Linked DNA regions of Sus scrofa: region 2 is linked to region 1. Evidence: chromatin contacts called from public Hi-C data. All regions are on one chromosome and are shown on one strand. Each heading gives the region's core, a stretch centred on a gene start, on an enhancer-like site or on the middle of the called end of the contact. The rest is flanking DNA. Distances are from core to core; before and after follow the strand shown.

Region 1 (4,265 bases), core at 1,715-4,214:
AATCAAGGGAAAGGAGAAAAAGGAGCAAATTCAAGTCCACCAGATAACTGACATTTGAATTTTTTATTTGTTTGTTTGTTTTTCTTTTTTAGCCACTCTTGCGGCATAAGGAAGTTCCAGGGCCAGGGATCAAACCTGCACCATAGCAGTGGCCCAAGCCACTGCAGCGACAATGCCAGATCCTTAACCTGCTGAGCCAGAAGAGAACTCCCAAAACCGACAATTGAAAAGCTCCATATATATCATGCGAAGTCACTAGGACATCTCTCCAGACTCTTTATTTCTTTGGGGGGGGGGGGTCCTTCCCTGAGCTATTATACAAAGAAAAAATGTCAGTACCATTTTCTTCTACCATACACAATGCCTAACTCTCAAAGCCCATTCTCTGAGTCTCAGGCTCCCTATAGTGCCTACCAATTTAAAACTGGATGATTTTACCAACTTTCCTCTTTTTTGATAAAATATTAAAATAGAATAAAATATTAAATATTAAAAGCCTATATAGCCATACAAATTAACATAAATACAAATTAACTCAAACCCACAGAATTAGGAACTGCAATCAACCCTATCATCGCTATACAATTTGTAATTGTGGAAAGGACTGATGAAAAGCTTAGTGGGTAGAAAAAAATTTGTACACTAAAGTTTTGCAACTAAGCATTGCCAAAGAGACTAAAGTGTAGTGGAAAGAGTATGATGGGCTTTGGATCAGATCAACCTGCATTCAAATCCCAGCCCTGCCACTTATTAGTTATGTGTACTTGGGCAAGTTAAACTGCATTCTTCCTGAGCTTCCTATCTGTAAAAAGGGTGTTTTTGTAAGAATTTGAAAACTAAAACTTGGAGTTTCCATCGTGCCTCAGTGGAAACAAATCTAACTAGCATCCATGAGGACACAGATTCCCCGGCCTTGCTAAATGAGTTAAGGATCCAGCGTTGCTGTGAGCTGTGGTGTAGGTCACAGACGCGGTTTGGATCTGGCGTGGCTATGGCTGTGGCACAGGCCAGCAGCAACAGCTCCGATTAGACCCCAAGCCTGGGAACCTCCATATGCCTCGGGTGCAGCCCTAAAAAGATAGAAAAAAAAAAAAAAAAACTAAAACGTAATTCAGTGCCTGGCTCACAGTAGGCACCAGATGAACAGTCCCTGCAGTTATTACTAGTCTGAAGAAGAGAACAATTCCGTTCATAATCCCTATGGTTCTTGGGTTATACATCAAGACAATGTCTTCAAAACCCTACAGCAGAGTTCTTAAAATGAACAAGTTACGCCCAGGCTTCCTCAGGTAATTAGGTTCTCTACCACTAACAATTCCCAGCTTTTATCATATTTTGAGGGATCTACCTCCCATTCTTCCCCAGAGAGATGATTTCGAACAGTCCTGATATAGAGAAGTTTTTCTCATTTTTTGCTATCAGCGTTTCTTCAGTTTGGACTTCTCCAAACTTGAATTTGGAGATGATCATTTCTCAATTTGATTTCAAAAACCCAGATGGGAGAGCACACTCTCTCATTCAATTCATTCAATCAAAAATGAAAGCACATACACTCTTTTAGGTCTTCAAATGCTGTTTGAGCAGCATGCTGTCCATAGAGAATATTCTGGCCCTCTAGTCTGAGAAGAAAACATAAGGAAAATTAGAAAACGGCTCTCAAACTTTTTGCCTGTAACCACTTCAATGGGGCCAAAGAACCTGCAAACCATGTACTCTGCACATTCCACCCTAGCGTTGTGGACTAAGAACTAGAGAATAAAGTCCTCTGTAGTGCACACTGGAAGAAGCCATTCCTGGGGCAGTCTTGAAATGTCAGATGTTAAAGTTAAATACAGACCAGGGATTAATATAATGAATCCAAAAGGTTAACCTAGAGCAGAAAGGGCAAACGGCCATTTATATACAGAAAACCCAAATGAGAGCCAGTAAATATTGAAATAAACATTCTGGATACTTCAAATCTAAAGGGTCAGCACAGGATGAGGGCAGCAACTAACAAGCCACCAATCTGAGTGCAAGGTCAGGTTTTCCAGTGAGCATGTAGTACCTGAGAAAACTTAAGCATAAAACACTTCTCTCCTTCAGATGTTAATTCTACGCAAGTCTGGGAAGCACTCAGTCCAAGGGGACTCTCCTAGAAGAGTCTCTCCACCAAGCCCACTGTCTTCCTTTCCTGGTGTCTCTCTTCCCTTTAATCCAGGCTCTGCTTAACGCCATCATCCAGGGAGACCTCATTAGGAGGAAGCCAGGCCTTCCGGTTCCCCCTCTTCAGGTTGACTTCCCACAACCTAGTTTAGTAATGGGACCCCCGCCTTGGCTTGCCATCACCAGCTCTTTTCCACTCTTCCTTAACCCCTTGTGTTGCTACAGTTCTGATCCCTATTTCCTTGAATATATCACTCTAATCCTCTCCATCCTCCCTACCGCCTTCAGTCATGCTTCATTTCTTGCTCATGGCTACTTGCTTTCCCTCAAGCCAGTCTGATGTCCCCCTCAGGAGTTTTCTGTATCCTCGGGCCACAACCGAATGTGCAGACCTCTCTGCAAACCTGTAACACCCCAACCCCCAAATGACCCCTCAAGTGCCTTCTCCACCATTAGCCGTCCCTATGGCAGCCTCCTCCCCGCCCAGCCGCCCGGTCCTCCCTCAGCTGTCTCCCTCACCCCGTGACTCACCCGCATGCGAACCTCATAGGTGGTGAAGCGCGCCCGGCCCACGCCCACCGTCTGTGGATTAAAGATGTCGATCTCCAGGAAGTTACTTGGCGGCCCGTAAGCGTCGGTCAGGTCCTGCGGCTTCGAGTTAAGGCGCCGAGTGTCAGCTACTGCCGTGTCCGACATCTTTCCGAAGGAGAAACCGGGACCGGGGAAGGGGGGGTGGGGGACAGAAGCCGGAGGCAGGAGCGCGCACGGCCCCTCCCGCTTGCAAAATAACCAGCCAACCTACTGACGGCGGCACCGCGTACGCGCGCCCACGCACGCACGCACGCACGCGCACGCTGCCGCTGCCCGGGGCCGGGCACTCTGAATAGCGGCCATGAGGTCGTTTGGAAGTGCTGTCGGAGGAGGCCTCATTCAGACTTCCGGGCGGTGTTACTGGCCGCCCCGGAACCTGCATTTCCAATACGCACACCCCTAGTGTCCTGGGAAGCACTATAGGCGAGATCCGCCAATCGCTGCTCCTCAGCCCAAGAAATTGTCTTACACCATGCGTCAATCTGCAGTGGGCACTGCCCCGCAAGCTTGGATTCTGCAGTGATAGGCCGAAGCCCCGTGACCTGAATAAGTACCGGTTTTGCACGAAAGTAGAAGGGTGGTCTCCGGAGGGTGGGGTTCCGACAATAGTATTAAGAACCTAGAACGCAGCCCAGCCACTTGTGCTACTGATAGTTTCAATTCATTTCACACGCAATTGAGCCCTATTTATGGTGCCAAAAAAGCAGTGAGCATGAGGTCAAAAAAGACGATTTCTCATTCTCACTTCTTAGGAAAATTTGGGCATATCTTTATCCTCCACTTGTTGCCACATAAAAGCTAATTTCAAGTGTTCTCAGCAAACCAAGGGCATTTCTTTCAATACCTTCTATTTCTATTCTGCAAAACTCCACACTTGGCACTCTGAGGTTGCTTGCTTGCAGCCCGTAATGGAGATAGAATATGTGTCTTCATGAGAATATCTATAGAAATACTAGTATTTATATGACAAATTTACACATAGCCCATTTAAAGGGAGTAGCGCCCATATCAATAGTGCTAATTTTAGGTCATCCTTTCTCCTCTTTGCACCAGCACTCTTCTGCTCAAAAAAAAAAAAAAAAAATTCCCATGTCATTTATGCCTGAAATTCTTTCAACGGAGTACAAGGTCCTATAATTTCACAATTAAGTTATTTAATTCAATTTAACTGATATCTCCTAAGCAACTACTCATGTGTCAGGCACCGTGCTAAATACTAAAGACCTAGAGTTCAGTAAGAGTCCCTGCCCTCAAGGAGTTAACATTCTAGAAAGGGAGATAAGTGAATAAAACTATGATAATGTGACAAATACAAAATAAATGAATGTTCAAAGCAGTGCAGAGGACATGAATACTTGGAGGAGTTAGGGAAGGCTTCCTGGAGGAGGAACTATGTGAGTTTGACACACATGAAAAGATGTAAAAGACAACCAGGAGTAGAAATGGGGAAAGGTAATTTCTTGCAGAAGGAATAGCATATGCAAAGGCATCCAGCTAAGAAACAGCATGATATTTTAGGAAATTGTCAT
Region 2 (4,307 bases), core at 891-3,390, 170 kb after region 1:
AGGGAGCTTTATAGAGCAGCCCCCCCAGCCCCAGCAGCTCAGTGGCTCCATCCAGGACTCCAGGGTCTTTTTCCAGGCCAGCAGGGGTATCAAGCAGGTCCAGGGCTCCTGAGGATGGAGAAGGGCCAGGGGGCGCCCATCCTCGAGTTGGGGCAGTCTGGGATTCCAGTAGATCCTCTCCAAATTCCATGTCTACTGGAAGGTCTCCAGCCAGGGGCTTCTCTGGCAGGGTCAACGGGTCAAACGGACTGGGGAAATCACTGGGGTCCATGAGGATGACTGGATATGGGCTGCAGATTAGGGGTAGAAGAGGGGGTAGGGGTAGAAGAGGGGGCAGAAGAGGTGGTCTTCGCCAGAATTCCTTCTAATACAGGCTCTGGGACACACCCCATTATCCACTTGGATTTCTCCTGAATCGCCCCCAACACAACCGACAAACCTTTCCAAAGGCTTTAGTCCAAATGACCACTCCCCCCCTCCCAAATACAGCGCCCCCTGTGGGGAGAGGCGTTCCCCGCCCTGGCCCAGTGCCCACACTCGCCGGGCAGGCTGTCGTTCCACTCGCCGCGTACCCCCGCCACCCCACTGCAACTCCCTGATCCCCTCCCCCTTCACCTTTCACTCCCCCCGCCCAACTCGGGCTGAACGCCCCCTTAGAGTCTCCTAGGGCCGTTGCCACCGGGAGCCTTTCCCGCCCCCGCGATTTCAGTTTCTATCCCCTCCCCTCTCTCCTAGAGCCCCCCAGCTCCCCAGTCTTTACCCACCCTGTCTGGCCCCACCCCCACCTCCCCGCGTTGCATGGTCCTCTCAGCCCTTCCCTCGCCCCCACAAACTGCCCTTCCTAACCCCTCCCCCCAGTTACCTTTCAGGGTCGCCCACTTTCTCAGCCCCGTCCCCTTTTCCTAGAGCTCTCCCAGTCCTCCTCCTGTTGCCCACCCCCCACCTCAGGCATTTACAGGAAGACATTTTGGAGCTACGATCTCTCCTTGGACCCCCCCCCCTCCCGGCTACTGCGAGTTCCCGCCTGCAGGTTCGGTTCGGCTTGATCAGGCCCGACCCCTACCTGCGGCAGGGTTAGTGTAACCGCTACAAGCCTAGAACTGCAGACAGCGACGGCCCCGCGCTCCTTCTCCACCTCCCTCCCTAGCAGCCGGGACAGGGGTCGCGGCCCCTTTAAATGGCAGCGCCGCTCACAGCGCCCAGCGCTCTGCACCAGGCGGGCGGGCGGCGCCAGCAACCAACCCCATTGGCTGGCTCGTGGAGGGGGCTCGCGAGACAGCGCCGGCCCCCGGCGCGAGACTCCCAGCCCAGTGGACGCCTGGAAATTGCGGAGTGGAACGTAGGCACTGGAGATGGAGCTTGAGCCCCCGCCCGGGGCCCCGTTAGTTGAGAAGGAAAAGCTAGCCTCTGGAGCTCAGAAGCCCGCCCCCCGGGAAAGGCGGCACCCCCTTTACACCAAAGGGCCGAGTACAATAACCCACAAAAAACAGATCTACGCACCTGCTTCCCTTACCTGGCTCAAGAGTCTGGCCCCCCGTCACACCCGTGCCCGCCCTATCTCCTGGAGCCCACTCTACCCGTGATCCCCTCCTCTCATTCAAATGGTTCCCGGTCCCCTCCCCCTACCCGTGTCTCTCTCCGCTTCCCACTCGTGTTCAACCCCCCGGCGTCCGCCCCCCTCAACAGTCCCTACCTACGCCATGCAGCAGGCGCCTGCCAAGATTACCCTCCCCCCAACCCCACCTCTCCGGGGCCCGCCCCCTGGGCGACTGCTGGGGTAATGAGTGACAGCGGAGGGTGGGGGGAGGCAAAGGACCCAGCCCTCACGTGCCCCTCCTCCCCTTGTCTGCAGCCTCGGGCCCCCCTAACCATTCTGAGACTCATAGTTGTGGGGTGTCTTAAGCCTGGTCTCCAGCTACCCAGGGCGGGTTAAATGGCTCTGGCTCAGTGACAACGCCTATGCAGTAACCGTTACTGCCTGATGACCCCAAAACCAGGTCCTGCAAAGACACTCCCCTACTCCTTCCACGGTCTTAGGGTAAGTTCTGGGATCTTCTCCCTGAGTCTTCCCGCAGGAGCCCCCTGCGTTATCTCTTCTGTAGTTTTCCTCACCAAGGCCGACAGTCCTCCTTCCTCCTTTCTATCTCTTGTCTGTCTGTCTCTCTCTGTCTCTCCTTCCCTCCCTCCCTCTTTTTCTGTCCTTGTCCCTCTCTCCCTCTCCCCGCCTCCTTCTCTGGCGCGCTCTCTCTCTCTCCCGGTCTCTTTTTGTCTCGTCTCTGTCTCTCTGGCTCTCTTATGCACGAGCACGCACGCGCGCGCGCACACACACACTCCCCCTCCTGGATGGTCCTTAGCGTGTGGGTGTGGCTGGGGTTGAGGCTGGAGAAGTGGGGTAGGGGGAGGGGGCATTAGTATTAGGCCTACTGGCTTTAAAAAATGTGTGCCAGGATCCTTTCTCAGTCCCCATCAGAGTTAGGGCACTTTCCAATCCCCCCTCTCCACTTTCCCCCTCTGACCCTTAAGGGCTGAAGAGTATTTGGTGTCTGAGATACTAGAAGAGGCTCAGGCTGGACAAGAGTCCCGCCACATTTTTAGAAATACACGTAGGTTTGTTGTCCAGTGCTTGCTCTGGCGTGCCTCTTGCTCTGGGCCTTTCTTCTTTCCCATACTAAGCCTTTCCTAGCCTTATAGTCCTTGGGAGTTTTATCCTCCCTTGTCTCATTCACTTTCCCAGAAACCTTATCCTTCCTGTTCCCCCCATGGCCTTGAGGTTATCTTTGCTCTCTCCCATATACAGAGATAAAAGCAAGAGTTTTCCCATTCAGGTTTTCCAAGCCCAGCCTTTTCTTTACCTTAACCAGTATTCTGTGTACCCATCTCCCACCTTCTGGTTATTTCTGTGTCCTTTTACCTCCTTTTGGATTTTCACTTTGTTGCATCACAGTTGGGCCGCCTCGTTCTTTTGTATTGCCTGCCCTTCTCAACACATGCTTGGATCTCTGGCTTCTCTGGTGGTGGAGAATGCCTGGTTTCAAGTTGAGGGGAGACAGTCTAAAGGGGGCATTGATGGTGTGTATTCAGAGGCAATGTGTGTGAGCTCTGGAGACCAGGATTCTAATCTCCACTCTGCCTGCTTTTTAGCCATTTGATTTTGGATACATCACTTGTCAAGTCACTAGGTCTTATTTTTCTCATCTTTAAAACAGAGATAAGAAAACAATCTAAATGTACGGTAGGAGGTTGGGCAAATCAATTTTGGTTATATTCATACAGTGGATGTAGTCATTAACAACAATATTTTTTAAAAAGCTAATGAGGCAGAGCAGAGGAATTTCTGGGCAGTGAAACTATTCTGTATGATACTATAGTAATGAACACATGTTATGATACATTTGTCAGAACTCATAGAATGTAGGATACCAAAAGTGAACTCTTCCCTAAACTATGAGCTTTGAATGATAATGATGTATCAATGTAGGTCCACCAATTGCAACAAATGTACCACACTGGTGGGGGATATTGATCCCTCAAGAGAGGCTGTAAAGGAGGGAGGAGGTGTGGGGCAGGGAGTATATGGGAACTTTCCGTACTTTCACCTCTATTTTGCTACAAACCTGAAACTGCTCTAAAAAATAAATCTATTAAAATGATACAGGAAAATGCCCTTGATATAATGTTACACTTTTTTAAAAAAATATGTTTTTTTTCTTTTTGGGGCAGCACCTGCGGCATATGGAAGTTCCCAGGCTAGGGGTTGAATCTGAGCTGCAGCTGCCAGCCTATACCGCAGCCACGTCTATTCATGATCCAAGCCACATCTTCGGCCTATGCTGCAGCTTGTGGCAACATATGATCCTAAACTTGCTGAGCAAGGCCAGGGATCTAACCCGTATCCTCATGGATACTACTTGAGTTCTTAACCCACTGAGCTACAACGGGAACTCCCAATGTTACATTTTTTAAAGGAGTTAAAATACAATACTTTGTAGAGAAATTCTATATATGTAGAAAAAGTCTGGAAAGAAATACCGGAAATAATACCTCATAGCTATTAAGATTGAGATGTAGAGTTCCTGCTATGGCACAGTGGGTTAAGGATCTGGCCTTGCTGTAGCTGTGGCATAGGTTGCAGCTCTGGCTTGGACTCGATCTCTGGCCAGGGAACTTCCATATGCCTTGGGTGGCCAGAAGAAAAAAAAAAAAAAAAAAGATTAAGTGAGACGTACACTTGCCTGATATATAGCAGGTGTTTAATGGGTACTTATTAATATTACCATTATAATAGATGTATATGAATAGTTTGGGAC

Evidence for each region. A called contact is a pair of places that touch in the nucleus more often than the background predicts.
Region 2: a contact with region 1 is called in a Hi-C map of heart right ventricle, with 2.2 times the contacts expected there. The contact joins the promoter of ZMYM3 here to the promoter of SNX12 in region 1. A contact is called at or near these places in 1 of 5 promoter capture datasets (liver), 3 of 47 Hi-C or Micro-C datasets (embryonic fibroblasts, heart right ventricle and liver) and 1 of 2 datasets of contacts at active chromatin or transcription factors (alveolar macrophages).

What each region holds. Positions count from the first base shown.
Region 1 is chrX:57,105,672-57,109,936 of Sscrofa11.1, forward strand. It overlaps SNX12 (sorting nexin-12), which reads right to left and starts at 2,965. Exons shown (of 4, transcript XM_001928070.5): 1 at 2,677-2,965. The coding sequence starts at 2,841.
Region 2 is chrX:57,277,287-57,281,593 of Sscrofa11.1, forward strand. It overlaps ZMYM3 (zinc finger MYM-type protein 3), which reads right to left and starts at 2,141. Exons shown (of 25, transcript XM_021080504.1): 1 at 2,113-2,141; 2 at 1-290. The coding sequence starts at 271.